Regions from separate parts of the Sus scrofa genome. Here regions 1, 3 and 4 are each linked to region 2. A link is a contact called in public Hi-C, HiChIP or PLAC-seq and promoter capture Hi-C data. All regions are on one chromosome and are shown on one strand. The core of a region is the stretch at or near the end of the contact, and the rest is flanking DNA. Distances in the headings are between cores, read along the strand shown. Region 1 has its middle 49 kb from the start of FOXK1. Region 2 holds the start of AP5Z1 (adaptor related protein complex 5 zeta 1 subunit). Region 3 holds the start of RADIL (ras-associating and dilute domain-containing protein). Region 4 has its middle 28 kb from the start of FOXK1.

Region 1 (3,179 bases), core at 110-2,609, 120 kb before region 2:
ACGTGCACCCGGGAACCTGTTCTAGAAGGTCTGCGGGCACGCCCTTTGTAAGAGCATCCTTTGTCAGAGCCCAAACTAGGAAGAGGTGCCATGCCCGTGAGTGATGGAGGGGCGAATAAACTGCATATTCTCGTGGTGAATACGAGACAGGGATGCAGGCGAGCCGGACCACGGCGAGAGCTCATCAGACAGAGTCAGGTCACCCGTACAGGCAAGCGGCCGCACAAGAGAGCGTTCCGTGTGATTCCGTTTGTTTAAAAGGCAAACGGCAGGCAGAGCTGAGCTCTGGTGTCAGAAGTCGGGGTGGCACTTAGGGGTGCCTGGGTGGTGACGGGAAGGGCACACGGCTTCTCTCCCAGACGCTGGTGAGGTTCGCTGCTTGACCTGGTGGTGGTGACATGGATGGGGTCCCTTTGGGAAACCAGCAGACTCACACACGTGTGCTTCGTGCCCCATTCCGTGCACACGTGAGCCCAACACGCACATGTCACAGCCGAGGACCCCGTGTGCGTGTTGGGTGAGGAGAGGCTTCAGAGGGGGAGAGGGAGAGAAAACCTCAGCTGCAGCAGTCATTCCAGAATCGTCCAGAATCACACGTGTCATGGCTTTACCCAGGAAACCAGCTCCCGGGGATGGGCCGTGTCTGTGCACCTGCTGGAGGCAGGAATCCTTGCTTCCCTGAGGTGAGGGTTTCTGTGCCAGTCACCGCTGTGGGTTGGGGTCCCAGAGACATTTGCCAGGGAGACCCAAGAAGCCAAGGGAGGACGGGCCTCTGGGATGCAGGTCGCACCCCTGGGTGTGTCCAGACGCAGGCAAAGGAGGCCGGGCTCCCTACTCTCACACCCGTGGGTTCATTCAAAGCAGAGCAGGCCATGGGGCTTCTACCTCCTGGTGCAGAGCATTGTGGGAACCTGGGGGAGCTGGGCGAGCCTCCTCTTACTGAGACGTGAGGACATGAGGTCTCGGCATTGACCTTCTCGCTTTTCCTGGGTGCCTCTGTGTCAGAGCTGGGGGGGTGGGAGGCTGCCCGGCTCGCTGGGATCAGAAACCCGTGTCCTCAGGCTCCAGGGTGGTGAGGAATTGCTCAACCATGTGCTGACCGTTTGTATGTTTGGGCGTCTGTCTGCTGGAAAACAAGAGGCCAAGCATGCTTTGGGATTGCCAGTGCCGCCTGGGTCCTGCCCCCCTTGGCTTCTGGGTCTGCCCCGCACAGATGGCCCTGGGGCCACCCCCCTCATCGACAACCCGCACCCACACCCTCCTCTCAGGCTTTGCTTCTGGAGACCCAGACCTAAGACGGAGAAGAAGATGGGTTCCAGCAGCTCGGAGATCCAGAAACCTGAGACCCAGCGCGGCTGGGCCTCCCGCCTCCCACACACATGCCTGTGGATCCGGTTTCTGCGAACGGAACAGGGCGCTTGCAGCAAGCTTGCAAGCGGCTGTCATCATTTCCAGGATTTGCTATTACTCAAGTTGTCCTGTTTCCTTTGGGTACAGACATGCCCCCGCCCCCCCAGGCCCGGCCCCAGGCCGCATTCCCAGTCCCTGGTGGCTCTCAGACGCACTTTCCCATAAAAATAACAGCAACGGCTAACAGCGGTAGGGCGGGCGCCGCCGGCCAAGCCTGTGCCCAAAACAGCCGTCTTAACCCCTACGTTGCCCAACTTGAGTTTGTCAGGTGCTCCTCTGAGGTCTTCTTCCTGTTTGGGGGGGAAGAGAACGCCTCCTCTCCAGGAGTCGCGGCTGCTCTGCAGAACCCGGGGTAAGCAGTCACTGCTTTCTGCGCAGACCCGGGATCCAGTGCTCCCGGGCCCCTCGCCGTCGGCCAGGCCACTGGCCTCTGCCCTTCACATGTCCCCCTCTAGGAGTTCTCGTCGTGGCGCAGTGGAGATGAATCCAACGAGGAACCATGAGGTTATGGGTTCGATCCCCGGCCTTGCTCAGTGGGTTAAGGATCTGGCATTACTGTGAGCTGTGGTGTAGGTCGCAGACCCGGCTCAGATCCTGTGTTGTTGTAGCTGTGGTGTAGGCCGGCAGCTAGGCTCCATTTCAACCCCTACCTGGGAATCTCCATATGCCACGGGTGCAGCCCTTAAAAAAAAAAAAAAAAAGCAAATGTCCCCCTCTGTCCAGTGGACGCAGGAACACCAGCCCCTCCAGACTGTAGTGTTACTCAGAGATGTTAAAATGGGAAATAAGCATATGGAAAGATGCTTCACCAAGTGCCAAGAAAAATGACTGTGTGACACCAGGTTGGGCAGAAGGAAACTCTCTCCCGTTACGTGGCTGCACGACGTGACACAGTTGTTGGGAAATCCGTTCGGCAGCCCCTACCGGGGCTTTATCTGTATTCCCCTGGCCCAGCCAGCTCACTCCGTCCCGAGAGGAGGCAGGGCAGGGCTCCACCTAAAGACACATTCCAGGAGGTCACCACCGCCTCAGTGACAACAGGTCAAGGCTCGAAACAACCCAGGCGCCCATCATCAGTGGGTGGGTGCGTAGCGTGTGGCACGTGGGTTCTGATGACGGAACCCGAAACAGCAATGAGAATAAACAAGCACGTGCGACCGTTACACACGCCCCGATGATGGAAGGGGGCGTGTGCACACTGTAGCCGTCCAGCCAGGTCAAGGCCAAGTTCACAAACAGGAGGCACTAACGGTCTTGGTCCATTCAGCAGCTCTAACAAAAAGCCCTGTGGCCCCAGTGGCTTATAGACCGCAGGGTTTTTCTCCCAGCTCTGGAGGCAGGAAGTCCCAGGTCAGGGGCCAGCGGGGCTGAGTCCTGGTGGGGACCCTCTTGTGGGTGGCGGATGTCTTTACATAGAATGACCACAGGACCGGCACTTCTGCTCGTACACATGCACCCAAACGAACTGAAAACAGGAGTTCCAGCAAAAACTTGCATGCAGCAAAACACTCGTTCAGAGCAGCGCTATTCACAACAGCCAAAGGGCAGAAACAACCCAAAGGTCTGTCCACTGAAAAATGGATAAACAGGAGTTCCCATCGTGATGCAGTGGAAACGAATCCGACTAGGAAGCATGAAGTTCCGGGTTCCATCCGTGGCCTCGTCCAGCGGGTTAAGGATCCATTGCTGCTGTGAGCTGTGGTGTAGGTCGCAGACGCAGCTCAGATCCCTGGTTGCTGTGGCTGTGGCGTAGTGCCCCAGCTACAGCT
Region 2 (3,366 bases), core at 30-2,529:
AGATGTGTGGGGACCAGTGCCCCCCCCCACCTGGGGGCCCCCACAGGCGCTGTGTGCTGTTGTCCTTGGGTCCTGCATGAGAGGGGCCGGGGCAGGGACTTGGCAGTCAGACTTGGCTCAGAGTCCAGCTGTGGGACTTGAACCCTGGAGAAGCTCCATTTCTTCATGTGCAGAATCGTGCCCCCAAGTGTTCTGAGAGCATGGGGACAAGGACACAGCAGCTGCGGGGGACGGGCCACCTCTTCTCCCTGCGGAGTCTTGGGATTTACCATCACATCACCTGAAGGGGCTGCTGTCTCGGGTCTGGATAGAAACGCGTCTGCCACGGAGCCATCGTTTGTCAAGCTGTAACAGCATTTGTCACGCTGGGCTGTCACTGCCCAGAGTATCGCCCTGTGTCCCCACGCAGTGTGCAGGGTGGGGATACTGTGGCCAACACACCTTTCAGAATTACTAGAATTTGACTTTCCCGCTCTGAGCCTGTTGCCTCGGCTGTAAAATAAGTATCCATAGCCTGTGATTTAGGGTGAGAACTGAGTAAGATTTTTTTTAAAGCAGCAGGTACAGCCTATGATAGGTGCTAAATAAAATGGGACCTCTAAAAAATTAAATTAAAAAAACCTCTGGGAGGGAGTTCCCATTTTGGCACAGTGGAAACGAATCCGACTAGTATCCGTGAGGACGCAGGTTCCATCCCTGGCCCCGCTCGGTGGGTTAAGGATCTAGCAGTTGGCGTGAGCTCTGGTGTAGGTCGCAGAGGTGACTCGGATCCAGCGTTGCTGTGGCTGTGGTGTAGGCTGGCGACTGCAGCTCCGATTGGACCCCTAGCTTGGGAACTTCCATACTCCACGGGTGCAGACCTTAAAAACAGACAAAAAAGAAAACTGAGGGCCGCAGTTGTTCCTTGCAAACCGCTGGACAGGGATCCAGCCCACAACCGCCCTTGGTCTAAGTTTCAGGCCGCCCCGAACACTGAGGCTGCAGGGGACAGAGCGGACTGTGTTACTGAAAAAGCGAAGTTGCTGAGGCCGGTGACAGGCGGCTCCTAACGGCGCCGGACGCCCTGAGCCCGCGCCGCCCAGGGGTCCTGGTTGCCGTAGCTCCGGGCTCGGAAGTTCGGGGGTCTAGAGGTCCCGAGGAGCCCAGGTCCCGCTGCCCAAAGCGCGCAAACGCGACCAGGAGCCAATCAGGACCCGCGGCCCGAGCGCCGAAGGCCCCGCCCCGCGTTGAGCGCTCCGTCAAAGCCCATTGGTCGGCGGCCTGCGCGCCCTGCCCACGTGATGCGTCACGTGACGCGACCGGGAAGCCGGCGCTGCGGAGGGCTGTGCTCCGGGAGTGGCCGGCGACCGCCACTGTCGGGCTGCGTTTCGTGGAGGCGGCGGCGGCGGCATGTTCACGGCGGGGGCCGAGAGTCTGCTCCGTCAGGCCAGGTAGGGGTGCGCCTTTCCTTTGGGGCGCCTGGCGGGGGTTCGGAGCCCGTCCCGCTCGGGAGGCTCGGGGGGCGGGGAGGCCACGCAGGCCGGGCGCGGGGGCCGAGGAGGTCCCGGGAAGGCCGAGCCGGGCCCCGGAGGAGGTGGCTTCCGTAAGCCCCTTCCTCACCGGCTAAGCAGTCTTGAGGGAAAGCAGATGCAGCTCGGACTGAAACCCCGCAGTCCATCGGGCAGTCTTGGTGCTCCTTGTTCGAGAGAGGAAAATGCAGTCAGAACCACGGGCTCCTGGTAAACCTGAGAAGAACCCCCCAAAGTGGATTTGGGAAGATTAAGATCCTTGCAGCTCTGTGGTCTTAGTCAAGCAAGATCTTGAATGCATACTAGGTTCTAAAGGCGGCGAAGAGGGCAGAAATACACAAGGTCAAAGTGACCAGGTGAAATTCTGTTAGAGGAGTGTTTTGAGGATTTGTAGCACCCTCTCTAAGTCCTGAATAGTCTCTGTTTCCTTCCGCGTTGTACAGATATTCCAGTATTCAGGTCCCAGTAGTACAGTCGAAGTTCACTTGAATTTAGGAGCTGTGTTAAACTAGGTATCTTTAAATTGGAGTATAGTTTATTTACAGATGAGTGTCAGGTGTGCAACGTAATGATTCAGTATTTTTGTGGATTATATGCTGTTTGAAGTTATTGTGAAATATTGGCTGTCTTTCCTGTGATGTGCAATGTATCTTTTTATGAAAGAGCAGATTGTATGTCTAATTCCCTATCCTGACCGTGTCCCTCTCTCCATCAGTAACCACCACTATTATTTGTTTCTGTAAATCTGTTTCGTTGTATTCATTCATTTTTTAGATTCCACATGGAAATGATAACATGCCTTATTTATCTTTCTCTGACTGACCTTTCACTAAGCATCCCTGGTTTATCCATGCTGTTACCAGTTGCAGAATTGCATTCTTTTTACGGCTGAGTGGTGTTCCACTGTGACTAGATGCCACATCTTCCTGATTTATACGCCTTAGATGGATACTTAGGTTGCTTCCGTATCTTGGCAATTGTCAGTAGTGTTGCTGTGAACACTTGAGGTGCATGTACTTTCTCAGACTAGTCTTTTCATTTTCTTCGGATGTATACCCAGGAATGGAATTGCTGGATCATTAAAAGTAGTTCTATTTTTATTTATTTTTTTTCTTTTTTGGCTGCCTTGGGGCGTATGGAGTTCCTGGGCCTGGGATCAGATTGCAGCTGCGGCAACGCTAGAGCCTTAAGCCACTGTGCTGGGTCAGGGATTGAACCTTCATCCCAGTGCTCGGTTGTGCCACAGCAGGAATTCCCCATGTTTAGTTTTTTTTGGAACTGTTTTCCGTAGTGGCTGCACCAATTTACATGCCCACCAACAGTGTACTAGGGTTCTCTTTTCTCCTCGACTTTTGCTCTTGTGGTCTTTTTGTTGACAGCCATTCTGACAGGTGTGAGGTATTATTTCATTGCGGTTTTGGTTTCCGGTTCTCTGATGATAGCTGTGTTGAGTGTCTTCTCATGTGCCCGTTGGTCATCTGTATGTCTTCTTTGGAAAAATGTCTATTCGGGTCTTGTGCTCATTTTTTAATCGAGTTGTTTGGGGCTTTTTGATACTGAGTTGAATGAGCTGTTGGTTGATTTTGGATATTATCCCCTTATAACATTTGCAAATATTTTCACCCCCTCAGCAGGTTGTGTTTTCGTTTTATCAAAGGTTTTCTTTGCTGTGCAAATCTTTTTCGTTTGTTTGTTTTTGTCTTTTCTTTCTTTTTTTTTTTTTTTAGGGCCACACACACCCTCAGCATACGGATGGTCCCATATGCTGAGGGGTCGAATTGGAGCTGTAGCCACCAGCCTACACCACAGCCACCACAAAGCGGGATCCTTAATCCACTGAGCAGGGCTGGGGACCGAC
Region 3 (3,006 bases), core at 156-2,655, 93 kb after region 2:
AGGGCGAGAGGAGCCTGCTGAGCGGGGCCGGCTCTGCGAAACCAGATCTGTTTTTCTGGACACATGACCTGCCTTTTCCTCTTCTGCTCAGTTCTCTCCTCTTTCGCACAAATACCGGGGAAACACGGGCTGGAGGCGGTGGGCTGCAAGCTGCTGCTTCCCCTGGAGAATGTTTTCCTCTTGTTTGCAAGGAAGAGTCCAATTTCTGATGAAAACAAGCTCGAGTCACAGCAGCCAGGGCAGAGAGTGAGGTCAGTGTGGGGCTGAGCTAATGGGTGGAGGGACACGGCCGTTCCAACACTGCAACGTGGGATCCATTAGAATTTCCACCAGGGCAGGAGGGGACGAGAGTAGAGTCACGCAGGCTGGGCCTTACCCCCACCGGCCAAAACGCGCACTCGACAGCGCCAGCCAGAGCCGTGCTTTTAAACACAGATATTATTTAATCAGACTTAATTCTGCCATGCTAGCCTCTTGACAGGGGGCTTTTTCTGCCAGTGGGATTAAGGACTGGCTCCTCTCTGGAATGCGGACCAGGCGGCCTGTGCCAATGGGAGACACCTGTAACTAACCAGAGGCACCTGTAATCACCAGCGGGCGGAGGACTTGGGAAATTCTTTTCAGCAATTCAGATTAACCAAACACTTGACCAGGTGCTGGGAGTTGCCAGGGCTGGGTGTGAGAGCAGCCTGGGTCCCACGTACCCACTCTCTAATGGGAAATAAGGGAGTTTTCTGCGTGGGCCCCCCAGGATGCACTGTTTGTCAAGGGGCTGGAAATGGTACAGAAATAGCTGGGAGACAATGCTTTCAGCTGGCACGCGAGTGGGGAACAGCGCTGCCGTGTGAATAGGGAAACCAAGACAGGCCGTGGGCGGGGGGGATGTCACGCGGACCCCGGAAAGAGGGTACGGACTCCTGCGCCCTGTGCCCGCCTTGCAGACCCCCCTCCGTGGGGGCCGCCAGAGAAACTGAGGCCTGGGGGAACCCCGCCGTTGGGGGGCCCAGGCTCCGGGGGCCAAAGCGGGTAGTGGCCGGAGCTGACCCCCTGGAACCCCCATGTAGCCGGTCTGCGGGTTCCGCCCCCCGAGGCCTCGCCCGGGCCCCGAGAGCCGCCTGTTTCCATGACAACCGAACAAGCCTGGGCTGGGTGGCAAGAAAGATGCCCCGTGCGGGGCTAGCTGCCCCAGCGCGCGCCCCGCGGCCTCCCGGCCCGGCCAGCCTCCGCGCCCCGGGACCCCGGCCGCCACGGAGCGACCCCCGCCGCCGCCGCTCCTCGCGCACCCCGCACTCACCTCCAGCACAGCCCGCCGCCGCCGCCGCCGCCGCCGCGTTCCGGCACGGCTCCCACACCCGCCGTTAGCCGGAGCCAGGGCTCGGGACTCGCGCGTGGCGCGCCTCCTGCCGGCAGATCAACGGCCGGGGCGGGCCCTCTTGGGGCGGGCCCCTGTGGGCGGGGCCAGTGGGAGGGCGTGGCCCGCGGCGAGAGGCGCGCGGGCTCCTCCTGCGCCCCCCAACAGGTAGGGCGGGGCCTTTGGAGGGCGGGGCCTCCGAGGGACGTGCTGCAGGCCCAATGAGATGACACCTCGGATGAGCCCTCGAGGGAATGGAGCATCTGAGCAACAAGGCGGGACGAGAAGAGACAGTCTGGGCCCAGGGTGATCCGGCCGCCATCCAATGGACCGAAAGGGAGCCTGGAAGGGGCGTGGCCTAGGGGAGGGGCGGAGCCAGGGGATGGGGCTGAGCACGGCACCACCTGCCAAGCAATTAATGGGTGTGGACTTGCCCTCCAAGGCAAGGAAGGGAGGGGCCTGTGCAGGAGGGGCGGGGCTCCCCAAGCTCCTGGGCCAAGTGCTGGCCTCGGGCAAGCAGTTTCTATCCCACCTCCTATTCCCTTGGCTTTGAAGGCCAGGAAAAAGAGGAAGCTGGGTAAGGCAAGCGCTCATCGTTAGGGGGCGGTACAGAGCTGTGACTCCGATATATGAACGTTCGAAACATGGAAAGAGGACAAGGGTGGCAGGTTCCGTTTCCCTACATTCTGTCCCCCACCCACCAGCGTCTTAAATGACAAATCAGATCGTGGCACTCTTGTGCTTAAAAGGATGCAAAACGGGGCCAGGCCAGCTCCAGGGCTCTGGCCCAACCGCCCTTCTCGGGTAACTTGTTTGAAAAGAAGCACGTGTCCTTCGAGCTCGCTTTGGCCCCAGTCCTCCGGCTGGGGTTTCATCTTGGAGAAGGGCTGTTCACAGCTCCCTTTGTACCGCGCTGCTCATGCGCTAGACCTGGGGGATTCACGTGGCCTCGGATATGAATTCGGACCTCGGGAATGCACCTGCTTGTTGACAGCTATTGGGGTACCAAGTTTTATGGCGCTGACCCCGAATGTGCAGTGGAGAAAGTGGGGAGGAGGGAACAGACATTTGTAGACCACATAAAATATATCAGACCCTCTCATCTAAAGCTCACGTCAGGGAGTTCCCCTTGTGGCGTAGGCTGGCAGCTGTAGCCTGGGGACCTCCATATGCGGCAGGTGTGGCCCTAAAAAGCAAAAATAAATAAATAAAATAAAGCTCACATCAGCTCCTGTGAGGCAGATGTCATTACACCCATTTTTCAGAGGGGAAAACAGAGCCTGAGAGAGGTCAAACTGCTAGAGGTAGGGCCAAGAATTGAGCCTGGGACTCTGTGATTAAATGGTATCCTTTTCAAGACTCTCCACACCCCCCCACTCCTCATCCCCCCCCCCAAGAGGCAAAGATGGAGCTGGAAGGAGAGCCTGGATTTCAACCTGTTTTCCTCCCACGATCCTGTCCCAAATCCTTCAGCAGGGGTTGGCCAACTACCACCTGGGGGCCAAAGTGGAGCTGTTGTTTTCGTAAATAAAGTTTTCTTGGAACACAACCCCACCCATTTGGTTACATATTGTCTAAAACTGCTTTCATGCAACAGACTTTACAGCCCCAAAGCCTAAACTATTTACTCTCTGGCCAGTTACAGAACCACGTGC
Region 4 (3,027 bases), core at 499-2,998, 95 kb before region 2:
GTTCCTCAAACACTGAAATGGTTCTGGCCCCAGGGTTTTTCCACCAGCTCTCCCCTCTCTCCCTGGAAATCTCCCCCACCTTCCATGGCCAAGTCCTTATCTTGCAAGGTCTGGGTTCAGACAGCCGGCCCTCCGAGTCCCTCCCCGGGTCATCTGATCTCAATTAGATCTCAATCCCAGCCACTATCACACAGGTTTCTTACAGCGCTTAACCATGATGCAATACTTTTCTGCTGGTGTGTATTGACTAGAGCCTCTGCCAGGACACCAAGTCTGTGCGAGGAAAACCCTTCCCTGCTTTGATCACCTCTGTATCCCCTACTCCCTGCATGCAGCCCAGCATCAGGTCAGCACAGGTACCTGTTGATTAGATGAATGAACATACAAGAAGGAAACGGCCGTGAGAAGGTGAGAGGGACAGGATTTTCAGTCAGAGAGAACAGCAAGGCAAAGCGATGAGCAAGGTGTGTTCCAGGTAAGAAAAGCACCTGCTCGGGGCTGGAGGGATTCCAGGTGACACAGGCAGGGTGAGAGGGGTCCGGGCCTCTTAAAACATGGGAAGGATAGGAGTTCCCTGGTGACTCAGTAGGTTAAGGACCTGTGGCTCAGGTCCCTGCCGAGGTGCGGGTTCGATCCCTGGCCTGGAAATTTCCACATGCACCTGGGTGCCCCCCCATTTGTTTTTTTTAATGGGAAGGATATTTTCAGGCACAACATGATCTGATGGGCAGAAGGGGTGGATTGTGGTAAAATACAAACACAGTTTACTACTTTAACCATTTTTAAGGACAATTCAGCAGCATTAGGTACATTCCCACTGCTGTGCAGCCACCACCTCCGTCCATCTCCAGAACTTTTTCATCTTCCCAGCCTGAGACGCTGTCCCCATCGACACTCCCATCCCCGCCCCGGACGACCACCTTTCCACTGCGTCTCTGTGAAGCTGCCTGGTCTAGGGACCTCCAGTGACTGCGATGATTCACCGTGTCATTCTGTGTCTGGATTATTTCACTTGAACTGTGTCTTCCGTCACATACTTCATTGCGATTAAAACACACATGTCACAAAATTTCCTCCACTGCTTTTTAAAGCTGACTGGCATTCCACAGTGTGTAAATACTGCATTTACACATTCCCCAGCACGGGTCCCTGGCAGCGCTGAAAGGCTCTCTCTCGAGTCAGATGGACACACGGGGTGGGCGTGGGGCGGCCACACGGCCAGAGACACGACACAGCCAGGCAAGGGCAGCCACCCCTCTGCGCCCCACCGTGCAGGCGGAGACCCGGCTCAGAGCGGCCAGGAGGCCCGCCCAGGTCACACAGCCGGGAAGGGCGGGGGAAAGCCCGGGCGGGGCCGCCGCCCGCCCCCTTCCCGGTCGAACAGCCCCGCCCGCCGGGCGCCACGGCCCGCCCCCGCCCGCCGGTGCGCAAGCGCGGGAGGAGCCGGAGGGCGCATGCGCATAAGACGCAGGGCGCGGAAGGCTCCGCTCCCCGGGGTGTGAATCCGCGATCCGGGGTTTCGGCCCCGCCGGGAGTTATGTTTATAAACACACCGCCCGGCCACCGACCAAGGGTAACCCTAAAGGTGTGGGGTTAAGGGTCAGAGGTCAACGGGGGCATCGGCGGGGCGACCCATCCCTTCGCCTTCGCGGGCTGCCGGCTGCGCGGCGTGGTCGGTCCGGCAGCCCTACCGCGGCCCGGGGCTGCCGGGGGCGCCACGTGGTGCGCACGTGGTCCGGTCCCCGCGCGGCGGCCTCCCCTCCCCCACGGCGCCGGCGCGCCTCACCGCCCCCCAGCGGCGGCCGGCGGCGCCGCGCTGCAGTGGCGCCTGCGCACGACGCGTCACCACTCGCCTTCCGGTCTGCGCCGCAGCCGGGCGTGGGTCGGGGGCGTCCTCGTGACGGCTGAGCCTGGTCGGCTCGCCCCGGGCTTCCCCGGAGGGTGGGGCGACCCGGCGGGGGCGCACTGAGCGGCCGGCGGGGGCCCTGGGACCCCGCCCCGCGCCCGTGGGTCCGGAAGCCGGTCGTGCAGTGCGGGGCCGGGCGGTGATGCCCGTGGAGGGCCTATGCCCGTGGAGGGCCTCTGCCCGGGCTGCGGGCCGGCTGCCCCCTCCCAGCCCGGGGTTAGGTCCCCCCGAAGGGCTGGCGCGGCCTCCTGCGGGCGCGCGGTAAAATGCGCAGTGCGTATTTAGAAAATCAGTGAACGGAAGGTGCATTAGTGAGTTATTAAAGTATCCAGGAAGTGTGTTGTTTCCGGTTTTGTACTATATCGCCTACGCTGTGGGTATTCTTTTTGGGATTCCACATGAAAAACACTACTGGCCCCGTGCTAAGCGCTCAGTCTATGGAAGCGATTAGTATTGTTGTCCCCCCCCCCCCGCCCCCCTTTTTTTTTGTCCTTTGAATTTATACCGTTAAGTATAAACAGGATTGAGGGGGCTTACGGACGTGAAAAAGCAAACAAACCTCCTTTGTTTGCCTTTTGACCCTGAAGACTCAGTTGCATTACCACTTGTGGTTGCTCTGTACAATTGATGTTTCTTAGAGGTTTTCTCACTTGGGTATTTTCAAAATATCTAATGTGTGCCAGATGCTGCCCCAGACACTAAGGGAAATGGGTCACACCTAGGTAAGAGGAAAGCTAAAAGTGGTTAAGTTATAAAGGAAATCAGCAAGTCCTTGCCTAAAGGTCAGATACATGTTTAACAACTGGCGGCGAGGAGAACGTACATGTCCTGTTAAGCACAAATTTTATTACTGTGAAACTTGTGCAGCACACTGCCTACCCCCAAAAATGTAAAATATACAATGTACTCTTTCTTACATAAATTGCCTGGAGCCAACGGATGCTCAGATGTCCTCAGATATTAAGAATGCACTTGCATATTTTTGCTGAACTCTTGTATCCAGAGCCAACCTCTGGTTAAAATTCAGTTATGAGGAGCTCCCACTACAGCAATCTGGGAGCCCTGGGGTGTGGGTTTGATCCCAGTCTGTGCAGAAAAAAAAATTTAAATCATTATCAAGT

The links. Promoter capture Hi-C pulls out the DNA fragments that hold promoters and counts their contacts. A called contact is a pair of places that touch in the nucleus more often than the background predicts. HiChIP or PLAC-seq counts read pairs in DNA pulled down with a chosen protein or histone mark.
Region 1: an H3K27ac HiChIP or PLAC-seq map of skeletal muscle shows a contact between it and region 2. The contact joins the enhancer-like site here to the promoter of AP5Z1 in region 2. A contact is called at or near these places in 2 of 5 promoter capture datasets (fetal skeletal muscle and liver), 13 of 47 Hi-C or Micro-C datasets (alveolar macrophages, blood, embryonic fibroblasts and 8 more) and 2 of 2 datasets of contacts at active chromatin or transcription factors (alveolar macrophages and skeletal muscle).
Region 3: a Hi-C map of skeletal muscle shows a contact between it and region 2, with 4 times the contacts expected there. The contact joins the promoter of RADIL here to the promoter of AP5Z1 in region 2. A contact is called at or near these places in 1 of 5 promoter capture datasets (fetal skeletal muscle) and 3 of 47 Hi-C or Micro-C datasets (fetal liver, heart right ventricle and skeletal muscle).
Region 4: a contact with region 2 is called in a promoter capture Hi-C map of liver, with 3 times the contacts expected there. The contact joins the enhancer-like site here to the promoter of AP5Z1 in region 2. A contact is called at or near these places in 2 of 5 promoter capture datasets (fetal liver and liver), 4 of 47 Hi-C or Micro-C datasets (fetal heart ventricle, liver, retroperitoneal adipose tissue and 1 more) and 2 of 2 datasets of contacts at active chromatin or transcription factors (alveolar macrophages and skeletal muscle).

Annotation. Positions count from the first base shown.
Region 1 is chr3:3,505,687-3,508,865 of Sscrofa11.1, forward strand. No RefSeq gene overlaps it. Among named protein-coding and RNA genes, the nearest start is that of FOXK1, 49 kb to the right of the region's middle. Within about 2 kb of position 1,360, at least 21 of the 83 cell types and tissues checked have an H3K27ac peak or open chromatin away from gene starts, as enhancers often do. A contact at or near this core is called in fetal skeletal muscle, mesenteric adipose tissue, omental adipose tissue and 3 more, where this site is marked.
Region 2 is chr3:3,621,405-3,624,770 of Sscrofa11.1, forward strand. AP5Z1 (adaptor related protein complex 5 zeta 1 subunit) reads left to right here and starts at 1,280. Exons shown (of 17, transcript NM_001244772.1): 1 at 1,280-1,430. The coding sequence starts at 1,390.
Region 3 is chr3:3,714,734-3,717,739 of Sscrofa11.1, forward strand. It overlaps RADIL (ras-associating and dilute domain-containing protein), which reads right to left and starts at 1,406. Exons shown (of 16, transcript XM_021086022.1): 1 at 1,295-1,406.
Region 4 is chr3:3,526,148-3,529,174 of Sscrofa11.1, forward strand. No RefSeq gene overlaps it. Among named protein-coding and RNA genes, the nearest start is that of FOXK1, 28 kb to the right of the region's middle. Within about 2 kb of position 1,749, at least 70 of the 83 cell types and tissues checked have an H3K27ac peak or open chromatin away from gene starts, as enhancers often do. A contact at or near this core is called in alveolar macrophages, fetal liver, liver and 2 more, where this site is marked.